Regions from separate parts of the Pan troglodytes genome. Here region 1 is linked to region 2. The links are chromatin contacts, called in public Hi-C maps. All regions are on one chromosome and are shown on one strand. Each heading gives the region's core, a stretch centred on a gene start, on an enhancer-like site or on the middle of the called end of the contact. The rest is flanking DNA. Distances are from core to core; before and after follow the strand shown.

Region 1 (2,700 bases), core at 146-2,645, 220 kb after region 2:
TGGAACGTAGTGGTGTCTAATAGCAGATGTGGGAGACAAAGCAGGAAGGTCTGCTGGGCCCCTGTTCTAGCAGATTTTAAATAACCCCCTGAGGCTTTATTTTATAGATTTTGAGAACCTGGCCAGGCGTGGTGGCTCATGCCTCTAATCTCAGCACTTTGGGAAGCTGAGGTGGGTGGGACACTTGAGGTCAGGAGTTCGAGACCAGCCTGGCCAACATGGTGAAACCCCGTCTCTACTAAAAATGCAAAATTAGCTGGGCTTGGTGGGGCACACCTGTAATCCCAGCAACTTGGGAGGCTGAAGCAGGAGAATCCCTTGAGCCCAAGAGGTGGAGGTTGCAGTGAGCCAAGATTGTGCCACTGCACTCCAGCCTGGGCGACAGAGTAAGACTATTTCAAAAAAAAAAAAAAAAAAGAATTTTAAGGACTTGATGGTGCTTTTAAGCGGTTTTATTTTTCCTTTGAGAAGAGAAAATCCTAATTCACAGAGCTTTTCAAGGGAAAGGGCCTAAAGAGAGAAAAGGTGGCGTATCCTCAGCTCTTCCGCTGAAGTCAGCCTACCAAGGAGAGATCAGCTTTAGTTCCTCAGAGACATGCCCAGTGATTCCAGGTGTGTGCAGGAGAGTGGCCAAACAGCTAAGGCAATAAGTCTGTTCTGAAGAAGACTTCTGTGTGTCAGGGGGCCCACCTGCCGTGGCCAGGGAGGCTCTGCTCGTGCTTGAACCAGGCTTCTGCCAGGCCCCCTCCACCCACTCCATGCCTGCCCTCTCCACCCACCCCCTCCTCTACCCCCTCCCCTTCACCACCTCCCACACCCTCTTCACCCCTGCCCCTAAACCCCCACCTATCCTGGGGTCTAGTCCTTTGGGGGGAACATGAACTTGGCCTTCTTTAGAGCAGGCTGACCAATGGCTACCTCCATTCAGAAATGCTTGCTGTAACTCAGGACATCCTGTGTTGGCTTTGTCCCAAAGTCCAGGTGAAAATCTCCGAGGCCTCTGCACATCTTAGGAAGGAAGAGGGACCAAGCATCTAATGAGGTCTCTGATCTGGAGAGGAGAAGCACCTTGAGCCAGGGAAAGCCTCTTCCAGCACAGACAAGGCAGCCCTTTCTTTAGTGGGTGTCCTTTTCAGAACCAGGTGTTGCTAAGATTTAAAAGGTATTCTGTTTGCTAATTCAACTGAAATACACACAATCCGCCCCCAGTGCTGGGTTCAACATCTTTTTGCCAAGGCGGTTTTTACAAATGCTGATGAACCACTCCATGTGGCTTCCTAGGCAAGCACATTCCTCAAGCATTTTGACACCGGCTAATGATTTAAAGTCCCTTTGGCTCCATAAACAGTGGAGGCCGGCCCAAAGTGTTGGCTGATTAGAAACCCATTGGGCAGGCTCGCCCAAAAGGGCCTGGGGCTGGGTGAGCGCTCTACCTGGCTTCCCTCCTTGGGTGAGGAGGAGTGGGGTGGAAGGAAGGTGAGAAGGTGGTGCCCCTTTTCTGGATCTCTTGGTTTCCCTTTGACTCTCCATGTAGTATTCTCTGCATACACACACACTCGCACGCACACACGCGCACACACATGCACACTCATATGCGCACGCACACTCGTCTCTGCCTATGACTGTTCGATATCTTGTTGAATAGGCTCTGTGAGGGGCTGGGGGAGGGGCACATGTTGGAGAGAATGCCTACTTTTACTTCACTCGCAAAGATTCATCCCAAATTCTGTGGGGGTGTGTTGGCAAGGAGGGGAGGCAAGACTAAACAGAGGGGATAAAAACTTGCATCCGCATGATTGCTTTTTAAAAATATGACAACTTGTGAAAGCTTTATTTTCTGTTTATAGTGAAAGGCATTTCTTCTTGCCATTTACAGAGCAATTCTGCAAGAGAGCTTCAGCAAAATTCCAAAACAATCGCATCGAGCGTCGGCACAACGCAGGTCTCCCGACTTTGACTGGTTCCAGGCGAAGTTTCTTTTGTCGTTTGCTAGCCTCCAGGGATGCAATCTCTACACTATCTGTGGGATGGAGGGGGAAGTTGAGTGGAGGGAACATTAAATATTAGGAAACCCGAAGAAAAAGCAAAAGCAAAACCAACTGCTTTCTCAGGCTGCCCTTCCGAGGTTCGTAGTCCGGGAACGATGAAGGGAGACTGCCACCTATGGGCCAGGTTCCAGGGACGCCCGCACGTGGCGTTCTGCGGGACAGACGCAGTCTTAAAGTAGAAGGGAAGGCGTCTTCATGGGACAGTGAGTCACCGCACACTCTGCTTGCAGGCAGAAGCACTCTCAAGTCATTCAGGACAGATGAGCATTTTCCCAATTTAAAGGACAATTTTTTTTTTTTAAACGAGAGTGTGATCTTGTAAGCCAAGTTTTGTAATACAAACAAAATAATGGAACTGACACCCCAGGACCCACCATTTAAATTAAACAGATGTTCAGTTCACAGTTTGGCTGTTAGGTTCCACAGTGGGATCCACTCCAGCACTATACCTGAAATTGTGTGGCTGCTTAACAAAAATGAATCAGCATAATGAATCAGAGATAAACATCCTCTTGCCGTGCCGTCCCAGTAGAAAAGCAACAGGATAAATAACAATTGGGCAAATATCAAACCCATTCCAGCAGATGCCTGTGGGTGGGGGCAAGGGAAATGAAAGTGGAATCAGACACAAAGGGGAATATAAAAGGAAGCA
Region 2 (2,700 bases), core at 201-2,700:
GCGCGCGAAGGATTGGTTTCTAGTGCGCCCTCTCCCTTTTTCCCTCTCCTCTCTCTCCTTCCTTAGAATTTTACTCGATTGTTTATTATTTGCTGGGGGGCGGGGGCGGGGGGGCGGAGAGGGGCGTCTGGGGCCTGGAGACTGGTGGCCGCGGCCAGTCAGCGCGCGGCGTGCCTTGACGAGTAAGCGGCGCAGCGAATGGCGACGCGGCGGAGAGCTCCGGGGTCACGCGCGTGTGGATACGATGACATCATCTGTTTGTACGCGTCGAACTAGCTTGGTGCAGGGGCGGGGCCGCGCGTCACTTGAGTGACGGGCGCTGCGCAAAGCCCGGAGCCCGGAGGCGGCTGGGCGGGCTGGCTCTTGCGTACGCTGGGCTGGACCTTTTTGTGTATGGGGTCGTTGAGAAGCCCGCTTCTACACTCTGAGCTATCTCCGGTGACTTACAAGGATTTTTAAAAAAATATATTTATGAACTAGTGTGTAGACTTTTGGTGTGCATGTCGCGTGTGGTGCATTCGTAGAGTACAAATAAACGATTTGGGGCACGGATCGTAGAATAAGGACTTGTGCAGATGTTTTTCGTTTAACCTAAAGGATACGTCTTTTTTTAAAAGTCAAAAATGCCCACGTAGCGGTTTTGTCGTCATTTACAAATTAGATTAAAATTATTTCCCCTTCTCAGTTGTTCGGAATCTGCTCTTGAATGTAGGACGGGGGTAAATTTGCATTTCTTCCGGAGTTAGTTACACCTCTCCCCCGTTTGCCATGAAACCCATGAAAAGTGAAACACGACTGTGGTCCACCGTCCGAGGTGAGAGACTCAGTGCAAACCTTTTGGTGCCTGATCGAAATCTGTGAGCATCAGCTTATCGAAGTTCTGCAGGCACCAACATCTTCGCCGTTCAGTATTTCCACACCGCGATAACCCTGCCCATCTTGCGGCCAGCATCTTATCTCGGGTGTTACCTGGTGTCGCGTTCTAACAGGGAACCGGACACCGGGGCTGGCCCAGAGCCCGGCGGGCGGACGCGCAGGCCAGGGACCCCCTGGTACCAGGCGCCCTGCCCGGAGTCAGGGAGGCCACGCCGCTGCGCTCCTTGGAGCGTAGGAGGCTGTGCGCTCCTGCCGCTCCCCCTTCTCCCTCCTCTCCCTCCTCTCCCTCCTCTCCCCCCTTCTTCCTCCTCTCCTCCCTTCTCCCCCCTCTCCCGGGCCAGCGCCGCGCTTTGTTGTCGTTGAGGCTCTCGGGAGGGAGGAGGAGCCCAGCGGGGACAGCAGCGGGAGCCCGCCGAGTCCCGGCCCACGGCGCGCGCCCGGACACCCACGCCCGCAGCCCCGCGGAGCCGGGCCGCGCAGGCGCGCGCGAGCTCACACACGCGCACTCACACACGCACGCCCGCCGCGCGCCCGGCCCGCCGCCCAGCCCTCCCCCTGGGCGGGGACCCGCCCGCCGTCAGCCTAGGTTGAGGCGCCCTGCGTGTGTCTATAACTTTGTGCTGCTGCCGCGGCCGCCCTGCTCGTGGAAGGGAGGAGGAGGAATGTGGAAGGCGGCGGCGCGCGAGCTGACAGGCGGTTCCTCGGGCGGGCTGCGGCGACGGCCCGAGCGCTTCTCCTTCGCCGAGGTTGCGCGCCCCCTCCTCGCCGTGCCCCGGGCCCGCGCGGGATCGTGCGTCGTCCCGCCGCGTCCCTGAAGGGAAGGAAGCGAGGTAGGCGCCGGAGCCGTGCAGCGGGCGGCCGCCTTCCCGGTGACTCCGGATCTGCTTCCGAGCTGGGCCGGGCGCTTCCCTTTCCCCTCCCTGAGCCGCGGTGTGCGCGCCCCCCTTCTCGCCCGCTAGTGTTTTTAAAGGACTCAGGGGAAGGGGGAAACTGTCAAGATGGCAGCAGCGGGAGCAAGGAGGTGATGAACGTGCTGGTCCGGGTTTTCTAGCAGCCCGGGAGACTTGGCGCTTCCCGACCTGTTGGAAGATTTATGTTCCGACTCGCTCCCTCCCCCGGATCCCGACTGGGAAGGGGGCGGAGGGGACGACGTCCGCGAGAATGCAAACCACACAAAACCCCGAAGTGGCCGTCCCCGCCGGGCTCGAACCTCTGCGAACACCCGCTGGGCTGCTGCTCCCCCTTCTTTCTGTCTTTCCTTTATTTTTTGGAAGTGACAAGGGCCCATCTGCGCCCAGACCCCCGTTCGCCCTCTGGCCCGCGGGCGAAGAGGGGAGAGGGAGCTGCCCGCGCAGTCCCCGGGCTCGGGCCATTCGACCGGGTGGGGGGTGACGGGGGGTCGTGGGGGGTCGCGGAGGCGGCCGGGCCGGGATAAGGGGAGAAGAGCCGAAGACAGCACAGACTTGAGCGGCGGCGCCGCGGGAGGCACTAGAGCGGGCCCGAGCGAAACATAAACAAACGCACGCACACCCGAGCTCGGGCTCTGACCGCGGCTCGGCTGCGCCAGCTCCGGCCGCTGCCCGCTTTAAAGGCGCGGCCGCCCCTCCCCCGGGCGCCCCTCCCCCTTCTCCCCGCCCCGCCGCCTAGCCCGGGAGGGACCTGCGGCTGGGCGGCGGGGGGAGGGGGCTGCCCCGCGCGAGGCCGTCGATTCGCTCGCGGCTCCCTCGCGGCCTGGCCGGGGGGCGGTGTCTGCTGCGCCAGGTTCGCTGGCCGCACGTCTTCAGGTCCTCCTGTTCCTGGGAGGCGGGCGCGGCAGGACTGGGA

The links. Hi-C and Micro-C count contacts between places; a contact is called where the count stands out from the background.
Region 1: a Hi-C map of stem cell-derived neural progenitor cells shows a contact between it and region 2, with 5 times the contacts expected there. The contact joins the enhancer-like site here to the promoter of FOXO3 in region 2. A contact is called at or near these places in 3 of 7 Hi-C or Micro-C datasets (blood, induced pluripotent stem cells and stem cell-derived neural progenitor cells), 1 of 1 datasets of contacts at active chromatin or transcription factors (stem cell-derived excitatory neurons) and 1 of 1 other capture datasets (stem cell-derived neural stem cells).

The regions. Positions count from the first base shown.
Region 1 is chr5:120,696,931-120,699,630 of NHGRI_mPanTro3-v2.0_pri, forward strand. No RefSeq gene overlaps it. Among named protein-coding and RNA genes, the nearest start is that of ARMC2, 67 kb to the right of the region's middle. Within about 2 kb of position 1,396, at least 10 of the 24 cell types and tissues checked have an H3K27ac peak or open chromatin away from gene starts, as enhancers often do. A contact at or near this core is called in induced pluripotent stem cells and stem cell-derived neural progenitor cells, where this site is marked.
Region 2 is chr5:120,474,784-120,477,483 of NHGRI_mPanTro3-v2.0_pri, forward strand. It overlaps FOXO3 (forkhead box O3), which reads left to right and starts at 1,451. Exons shown (of 4, transcript XM_016956082.4): 1 at 1,451-1,706.